3 separate regions of the Sus scrofa genome follow, and all the other regions are linked to region 1. Evidence: chromatin contacts called from public Hi-C and HiChIP or PLAC-seq data. All regions are on one chromosome and are shown on one strand. Each heading gives the region's core, a stretch centred on a gene start, on an enhancer-like site or on the middle of the called end of the contact. The rest is flanking DNA. Distances are from core to core; before and after follow the strand shown. Region 1 holds the start of OXA1L (mitochondrial inner membrane protein OXA1L). Region 2 holds the start of PABPN1 (poly(A) binding protein nuclear 1). Region 3 overlaps LOC102158035.

Region 1 (2,974 bases), core at 219-2,718:
TTTTTTTTTTTGGTCTTTTCTAGGGCCGCTTCCCACAGCATGTGGAGGTTCCCAGGCTAGGGGTCTAATCGGAGCTGCAGCCACCGGCCTATGCCACAGCCACAGCCACGTGGGATCGGAGCCGCGTCTACGACCTACACCACAGTCCACGGCAACGCCGGATCCTTAACCCACTGATCAAGGCCAGGGATCGAACCGGCAGCCTCATGGTTCCTAGTTGGATTCGTTAACCACTGCGCCACGACGGGAACTCAAGTTATAATTTTTAATACATACACAGAATCACATTTCATACCACTATCAATGGCTTGCCATCATTGTGGAAACACCTGGTACATAATGAAGTCTCTCCTTCAGTACTCTCAATCATTTCCCTACTGATTTGAAAACCTATCCCAAGCTAGATGGAGTGCTCCACGATTCCCCCAGTCAAAACAGGATTAAAAACAAATCAAGAAACCAGCACCACTCCTAACGCTGCTGGGTCGAAACGTCACTTACCTGGGCTTCTGCATAAAATATGGCAGAGGTACTGAGGCCCCGGGGGCCTGGGGCCGCGAGGAGGACATAATGTGGGTGTCCGCAGCGCCGGCCGGCTGGGAACCGGAGCCCGGGTGTCAGCGGCTTCCGTGGCCATTGGCGGAGCCCTGCGACGCTGTGGAACTGAGTGGGTAAAAGAAGGATGTAGTCCTTTTACCGAGATAAGTCAATAGTTACGCTCCGCCCCCACCCTTCCAAGAAAAAGGCAGTCCGCTACCACAGGTGAGGACATTGCTACTCCTTGCGCTCAGACTGCGAGTGTGAAGGCATATAATCAGCGAGTCCTGCATTTCAGCTACCTCAGAGCCACCCAGTGGCCCAGAGTTTCAGGCTGAGGTTTCCTTGGAAGGGATGACGCCTGTTTCTGGGAACAGACCAGGAGACCCGGCTGTTGAGCCCGTAGGGTTGGGGACGTAACCCTACCGCGTCCTCCTGTGACCTGAGGTCAGGAGACGCAAGTCCCAGTGAGGTGTGGGCCTACTCATTCATGCACACAGCACGAGTCACCCCTGGCTCGTCACAGGGATAGGGTGGCATCAGAGCTCAGTCTCGGGGTGTCCTTACTTGACGCTGAGGCTGTAGCAAGCGCAGAAGCTCCCGGCGTCCGCACATCAACCCCATCGCCATCTCGCCGGAGAAAGGGCTTGCGTTTGCGCCTGCGCACTCAGAACCGCAGTCTCGCGAGAGGAGGCCCTTTTGGAAGTGGGCGTTAAGCCACAGCTGCCAGCAGGCTCAGGAGGTAAAGGAAACTGGAGCTTGGCGGCCATATTTGAAGAGGGTAAGAGGACACAGAGCTGCTTTAACAAGATCTCGCAGAGGGTGTTCTCCCGAGATTGAAGTTCAGAGCCTTCTAACAGGCTTTCGTTAATGGCTGCGTGATCCTGGGGGCTTTTCCTTCGTCCTCTAAATTTGCGATTCTTCTGTGATTTGTTAAGTTAAAAAGCGTCCTCGCCACGTCAGGTCTTGGCTGTACTTGGAGTGGGTTTTTCTTGCCCAGTGATGTTCAATTCTTGTTGCTAGATAATATTGCAATCGCAGATAAAGTGAAATTTGAGAGTGGTCTGGAGTTTGACAGAAATTGAGGGAAATATATATCTCCCAGACAAAGCTTAAAAGGAGATGCCATACTTCCCTTTTCCTTTCCCCCAGTAGGGTCTGGTTGAGGAGAATCTTGTGACACTGAGGGCATAAATCTTTACATCTTTTTTTTTCTTGTACTTAACGGCTGCACCTGTGGGCTAGGGGATGAATCAGACCTGCAGCTGCAGACCTGTGGCAACACAGGATCCTCAACCCGTTGAGTGAGGTCATTGATCAAACTTGCATCCTTATGGACTCTATGTCAGGTTCTTAACCTACTAAACCACAAAGGGAACTCCAGAGGGGCAAGTCTTTAAAGATGCTGAAAGGTAACCTGCTGAAGGTGGTTGTATGGAAAGATAGAAGAACGCTGATGATGTCACTGGGCTGCTGCAGCAAGCTTGGAACCACCTAATTCTAGATTTTGTTGTGTACCATAAATAAAGGTCTTTGTTGTCTAGACTCTTAAGTCTCTGTTGCTTGGGTTCTTGAAACTGAAATCATTTCTGGAGATATATGAGGTAAAGTTCCTTTCTTCTAAAGGGGGGAAAAAAGTACTGCTTAGAAAGATAGGAGTTGACTATGTGAGAAACCCTATAAAGCCTCTCAAACAGCAGAGTGCTTTTGGAATAACAAAGTGTAGCTTTAGGAAAGATGTGATAGCCCAAAATGCTTTCAATCATTGCTAGTTTAGGCTGATTATAAATGTACCTGACAGGAATGGTTTAAAAAAAAAAAAGGCAAAGGAATATGATACAGATTTAGTAGTAATTTGGGGGTATTACCTATCAGTCAAGTATGTTGGATACTATCATAAACGATTTTTTTTTTTTTGTCTTTTTGCTATTTCATTGGGCCGCTCCCGCAGCATATGGAGGTTCCCAGGCTAGGGGTCTAATCACGGAGCTGTAGCCGCCAGCCTATGCCAGAGCCACAGCAACGCAGGATCCTAGCCACGTCTGCGACCTACACCACAGCTCACGGCAACGCAGGATCGTTAACCCACTGAGCAAGGCCAGGGACCGAACCCGCAACCTCATGGTTCCTAGTCGGATTCGTTAACCACTGTGCCACGACGGGAACTCCGTAAACGGTATTCTTAAAGTTACTTTGAAAAATCAGGGAGTTCCCAATGTGGCTCTGTGGTAATGAACCCGACTAGCATCCATGCAGATGTGGGTTTGATCCCTGGCCTTGCTCAGTGGGTTAAGGATCGTGTTTCTGTGAGCTATAGTGTAGGTTGCAGACAAGGCTCAGATCTGGTGTGGCTGTGGCCGGCAGCTGTAGTTCTGATTTGACCTCTAGCCCGGGAAATTCATGTGCTGCAGGTGTGGCAAGCAAAAAAATAAATAAA
Region 2 (2,974 bases), core at 144-2,643, 510 kb before region 1:
GTGCTCATTAAATATTTGACAAACGAAAGAAGAGATCAATACATTAAAAGAAAAAAACAAACTAAAAAAAACCACAACAGTACAGGAATTCCCTCCCAACCCCAAATCAAGTCCCTATTGAATAGCTTTGGTTGCAATGATCTGGAAAGTGAACAAAATTAAGTGGGCTGAGATTGGACGTTTCTGGATTAGAGAGGAAGCCCCCTGAAGCTGAGCAGTTCTCTTAAGACTCCTAACTAAAGGGTCTCCAACTGAGAGAACTATTGGACTTGAAGGTCAAATGCCAGCTGGCAACCTTCACAAAGGGCAGAGAAAGACTAAGAACAAAGAGCAACACATTTGTAACAGGAACAAAGGGAGGCACAAGACTACCATCACCAAAACAGACTCGGTCTCACAAAGGTCAGAAACACACAACGGACTACGACCGAGGCACCTGCCCAATAACTGCTCAGACAAGCAGCTCCAAGGTATGGAGCATCCAATCCCATATGAACCGTGCTCCCATAACCCTTCCAATGCGAGAACCTGGGATCCGCGTGTAACCGCCAGTTACTCACCATTGCCTGGTGGTGGACTCATATTCATCTGCTTCTCTACTTCGTTCTGTAGCTCCTTTAGCTTCTCAGCTTCTTCCTCCATCTCCCTGACTCGAGCTTTGATCGCTTCCAGCTCCTACAATGAGTGGGGAGGGTATGGAGAAGAGCTTAAGAGGAACCAACGCAGGGGCTTTGCCCTGCTCTCGATCGGCGCGCGGCCCCAGCCATGCTCTGCCATTTCCCTTGCCCCACGCGAGGGTCATGATAAAAAGAAAATCAAGCTACCTTTTTTAGAACAACACTAGACACCCATTACGTCCGAATCCACCCGGCTGGGCCCCTTCTGGCGGTCGATGCTGCGTCCCCAGCCCGGCCCCAGCCACGTTATTCCCCGCCCACCCCCACCCCCCGCCCGCCTCCCGCTCGCCCGAGCTCTGGGCCTCCCGTGACCCGGCCGGCCGGTCGCCGGCCTGCTCGCTCGCCCTCCTTCCCTCACCGGGTCCTCAATGGCGCCGTCCCCCGGGTCACCCTCGACCAGTCCCGGCTCCTCCTCCTCCTCCTGGCTGCCGGGGGCTCCCGAGCCAGGCCCAGGGCCCGGAGCTCCTGGGGGGGCGCGGGGCCGGGGCGGCTCCTCTTCGGGCTCGGGCTCCGGCTCGGGCTCCAGCAGCAGCTCCTCAGGCTCCAGCTCCTCAGACTCCAAGCCGTTCCCGTAGTCCCCTGCGCCCCCCGGGGCCCCCTCCCCGGCCTCCCCACCGGCCCCGGGCACAAGATGGCGCCGCCGCCCCGGCCCGGAGCCCCGACCGCCCGCAGCCCCCGCTGCTGCTGCCGCCGCCGCCGCCGCCGCCATCGCCGCTCAGACTGGGGCCCGCCGCCCAACGATTGGAGAGCTGCGCCGGCCACGCCGAGGATTCATTAGTCAAGCAGCCTGCCCATCACGGCGAGCTAGGAGTCCATTGGAGAATATTACTTGGCAATCAAATAAGACCCCACCCCTAAGGCGGGGGATTGCCCCAAATTCTCAAATCCCGGTAGGGGAAATCGGTCTGTCAATCAACGCACGTACCACCTCCTCTCAAGCCCTTAGGTAACAATGCCGCCACGCTGTGACGACGTTCTTGCTTCTCCCCCGCCTACGGGCGGATCCGCAAAGTATGGCGCTCCGTGATTGGCCGCTGGCTGAGCGAGTGGAAAGGACCAATCTAGCGATCCCCTCGCCGGAGTGGCCCAGTCTCAAACGCCGACTGGCTCGCGAGATTCGAAGGGCTGACCCCCGTTTTGTGACAGGTGAACTTTGCCCCCAAACGAACTGCTCGGCTTCCAGCGAGGGAAACCCTAGGTCACATGACTAGTCTTTAGGGTGCCGCCATCTTGATACTGTTGGTTGCCAGTATCAAGGTTGAACTTTTGAAAGGCAGAGGTCGGAAACTCTGCGGCGGTTTCTGGAAACCTGTTTCTGGGCACCAGGAATGCCCCAGTAGGTGGGATGTTGCTGGAAATGGAGGGTTCCGAATGGCGCTCTCCAGGAAGGAGCTTACCTTTCCCACTCAGGTTATTGGCACCATTATGCACTAGGTCTCCCCAAACCAGAAAGCAGGGAGGAATTCTCACTCCAGTACCAGTCACAAGTTCTAACCGTGCTGTCTTCCTACATAGGCATACTTTCCAAGCATTCTGCTTATGTCCCAGTTTCAGCCTGTTTTTCTCTTGCTTGGAATGTTTGCTACAACTCCCTAATGTGTCAGCTTCCAGTGTCACCATTTCAATCCACACCACTACCAGACCGAACTGGCTCCCCTTTGCTGGCCAGGTAAAGTCTTAAAATTCCTTGCTGAGGCCTTAAGAGACCTCAGGACCAGACTACTTGGTGTTATTTCCACAATCTTCATTCCAGCGGGTGTATCTGCACCCAGGTCTGTGCCTCTACATGCAGTCAGTCCTTTTTCAAGCAGACAGCTACAAACCCCGTCTTCACCTCCCCTGCGGAAGCCTTCCACTAGCCTCCCGTCTTCTCCCTTGACAAGCGGTCCTTCCTCCGCTGTGCGTTTGAGTGTTCTGTGCTGCCTTTCCTAACTAGAGTTTGCAAGAGCTTGGAGACGAGATTGGACTCTAAATTTGCACCTCCACCATGGGGGCAACATGCCTAGAACATAGTTTTCAATGGTTGACCACAGGATGCATGGGCTGAGGATCTGGGTGCCACCCTTCATCTTCAACGCTTTCCCAGCCCCCAGCCCCTCCTATAGACCCTAGAGGAATTCCACCGCACTGCTGCACTCTTGAGATACCACTGAGACCTAGCCCTGGAAGGCAGGATTGCTACAGTTTAGGGGTGATGCTACTCATTTATTAAAAAGGAAGGAACGGCGGTGCTAAGTTTGCAAGAGGGATATTTATAGCCAGACCAAGCTACCGGTTTCAGAGCCAGATTCACATGA
Region 3 (2,974 bases), core at 272-2,771, 430 kb after region 1:
CTCAGACCCCTGTGCAGAATAAAATGGGTCTTTTTTTATTGAGAAATAGTTTTTAAAACATCCTCCGGTCTTGGCTCAGCATCTCCACCGCCCACGGGGACGACTCTGCGTGGTCCTTCCACAGAGTGTGACCACCTCCAGGCTCCCACTGTTAGTGTCAATAACATCTGAAACCTCCCTGTTTCCCTCGCTCTGGGGACAAAGGACATCCACAAGCCTCCAACCGCAACCACATTTCTTATCAACGGGTGGAGGAAATTCTGCTCACTCCTGTTGAGTTTGGCTCTTGTTGGACAAAGCATCGTGTGTGACACTTTGAGGCCTGGCAGAGACGCGCAAAATTAAAGCCACAGGATCGCGGGGCTGGAAGGGACCCTAGTCATGCTCCATTGCTAGCCCCTCAAATTACAGATGAGACAATTGAGGCTCAGAGGGGTTAAGCACCTTGTCTAAGGTCACACAGACAAGTGAGGATTTCTAGTACACAGAATCGTTTTCTTTTCTCTTTGTCTTTTTTAGGGCTGTACCTGTGGCACAAGGAAGTTCCCAGGCTAGGGATCAAATCAGAGCTGTAACTGCCAGCCTACACCACAGCCACAGCAAGGAGGGATCTGAGCTGCATCTGCAACCTACATCAGAGCTCATGGCAGTGCCGGATCCTTAAGCCACTGAGCGAGGCCAGGGATCGAAACCTTATCCTCACAGTCACTGTGTTGGTTCTTAACCTGCTGAGCCACAACAGGAACTCCAGAATCATTTTCTAAGAGAGAGGGGGGAACAGTGGCAGCGTAACTCTTGTTATTACTTGCCCACTGGAGTCTGCTTCAGAGATGCAAACCTATAGGAAAGGGAGGGAGACCAGGAGACCTGAAGCTATATCTCAGCTTTGCACCTCAGTTTCTCTGTATGAAAAATGGCTGTGTTACTTACCCTCATTTCAGGGCTGTTGTGTGGCTTCCTGAGTGACTCTGGGAAGTCCTGGGAGCTTGGACCACTCTCTTTCTGGGCCCAGGAGTGGGGCTACTTGCCGAGGCTGACTAACCTGTGCCCTGTTCCTCAGTCGCCACTGAGGCCTTGAGGAGCCACTGGCATTGGGAGGGTGGGAGAATTAGTGAGGAACGATCAGGCTGGGAGGCAGGGCCGTAGGGTGTGGGGGGTGGGAAAATGAGTGGGATATAGTAGCAAAATATAGTAATACCTGCCTGCTCCCAGCCCTGGTAATAGTTTCACAAGAGAATATGTGAGATGTCCCCTCCAGATGCCCAGATTCCCTACCTTTGCTTGGGGAGCGTGGGAAAAGTGTGCCCTTATCCATGTGAATTTAAATGCATTTTCATTACACTATATGTCTTCAGTTCTGCCAGAAAAGCCAGCATGTCTTGCTCTTTAAAATGTCTAGAGCTCCTGTTCCCATTTGGGGTTTGTGGTTGGAAGGTCGGCCTCCTGAGCTGTCTGGTGGTAATCGGGTTCTGAATAAATGAGCCCTTAGGGATTGCCAGGGAGACCAGAGAGCAGCCCACGCCCTGCCGGGACTGAGTCTGGCAGCAGAAGCCACACCGTGTGCCTTGCCAAGGTGGTTCCCGCTGGGCTGGGCTGCTCGCGCTTCCTGGCAATCCAGGCGGCATCCTGGCTTGGCGATGCCGCGAGCCCAGAGGCCCAGGTCCGTGCATCAGTGTTCGCAACAGCTTTCTCCTGTTATTACCTTGTCAACAGCAGTATTGGAGACACAAAGGACAGCTCTGCATGATGATGCAGTGAATGACTGGTTAGGTGCCTCCTGTTTAATAACCAGAGAAATATTGCTGTGCGGCATCTCTCCATATGTTGTAGCATCTGTGTCTGGCATGTAAGGGACTCATTTTCTTCGCATATCTCATTAAAGATGTAAGCAAAATGGAGGGGCTGCGAGCAGCACTCTCCCCGCACTGCCTGCAACTCCCTTTTCTTACCCTCTGCTGCCATCTAGTGGCCACTTGCCTCCTCTGCATTGTCATTTTCATAGTGGGGCTGAAGTCTTGCCCCCTGGAAACTAGAGGAGAACAGTTACACAAACCACACAATTATGGATCTTGTGAGAGTCCTTGTTGCAACAGAAAGTCAGCCTGAACCACCCTGGGACTGCCTCCTAGAGCCTGAGAGGGCCCTTTCTCCTTTGGAGAGATAATGGTCCATCAGTGTTCTTATAAACCTATCCAAGTTCCAGACTCTAAATCATGAAGACCTGGCAGGCTGGATAAATCTTGCCAAAAGCCAAGGTGAATCTTGTGACCTGGGGGCAGACAGAGTCCTGCACCTCAAGATAAAATTTCCCCTACAATCTTGAAGAATCCCCAGAGGTTGGGATGGAGAAGGCACAGAGCAGAAGGGGGAGTCCATGGGTCTTTTCAGCCTCTTGCCCACCCATCTCCACAAAATATCCTTGCAAGTGGAAGCTTGCTCCAGCCTGGGTCCCACAGCCTTAACTCAGGACCCACAAGCCCGGTTTGACATTTGCTTCGTTGCTAGTGATGGCATCAGAGGGTGTTTTCAGCCACTATTCATCAGTCTGGGACCTGGGGAATGCATGCCGGGATGTGTGCAAAGCTGTGAAATGCTCCCCACGGTGGAAGACACAGTGTAAAGTGAACCACCTCACTATGGTGACAATGCAGGAGGGCCACGAGTGAAGAGCAGACAGAGTGCAGCAGCTGCAGGGCAGGGTTTAGGCTGGGGCTGCAGGTGCCTGTGCATCACTGTGGGCCCTGACGCAAGAGGGAGGAAGGCCACCCTGCTTCTGGGCTGGGGACTGAAACACAGGGTGATTTTGTCACCCAACCCAGCAGCTAACATCTTTCTCTTGAAGCCTTGGCATGCATTCCTTAATCTCATTAACTGAGTCATTGTACATGTACTCAGCTCTAGAATATGCAGTGAAGTAGACACAAAAAGCTGCATCTGACAGTCTAAACCTTTGAGGGTCTTATCATCGAGAAGA

Evidence for each region. A called contact is a pair of places that touch in the nucleus more often than the background predicts. HiChIP or PLAC-seq counts read pairs in DNA pulled down with a chosen protein or histone mark.
Region 2: a contact with region 1 is called in an H3K27ac HiChIP or PLAC-seq map of alveolar macrophages. The contact joins the promoter of PABPN1 here to the promoter of OXA1L in region 1. A contact is called at or near these places in 1 of 47 Hi-C or Micro-C datasets (heart right ventricle) and 1 of 2 datasets of contacts at active chromatin or transcription factors (alveolar macrophages).
Region 3: a Hi-C map of retroperitoneal adipose tissue shows a contact between it and region 1, with 2.0 times the contacts expected there. The contact joins the enhancer-like site here to the promoter of OXA1L in region 1. A contact is called at or near these places in 1 of 5 promoter capture datasets (liver) and 4 of 47 Hi-C or Micro-C datasets (embryonic fibroblasts, fetal skeletal muscle, omental adipose tissue and 1 more).

What each region holds. Positions count from the first base shown.
Region 1 is chr7:76,265,232-76,268,205 of Sscrofa11.1, forward strand. It overlaps OXA1L (mitochondrial inner membrane protein OXA1L), which reads right to left and starts at 1,469. Exons shown (of 11, transcript XM_013978229.2): 1 at 1,268-1,469; 2 at 1,105-1,265; 3 at 502-663. The coding sequence starts at 1,469.
Region 2 is chr7:75,755,129-75,758,102 of Sscrofa11.1, forward strand. PABPN1 (poly(A) binding protein nuclear 1) reads right to left here and starts at 1,394. Exons shown (of 7, transcript NM_001243548.1): 1 at 1,036-1,394; 2 at 561-675. The coding sequence starts at 1,386.
Region 3 is chr7:76,691,345-76,694,318 of Sscrofa11.1, forward strand. The region is part of intron 2 of LOC102158035; the gene reads right to left. It also overlaps the pseudogene LOC100626750. Among named protein-coding and RNA genes, the nearest start is that of DAD1, 260 kb to the left of the region's middle. Within about 2 kb of position 1,522, at least 22 of the 83 cell types and tissues checked have an H3K27ac peak or open chromatin away from gene starts, as enhancers often do. A contact at or near this core is called in retroperitoneal adipose tissue, where this site is marked.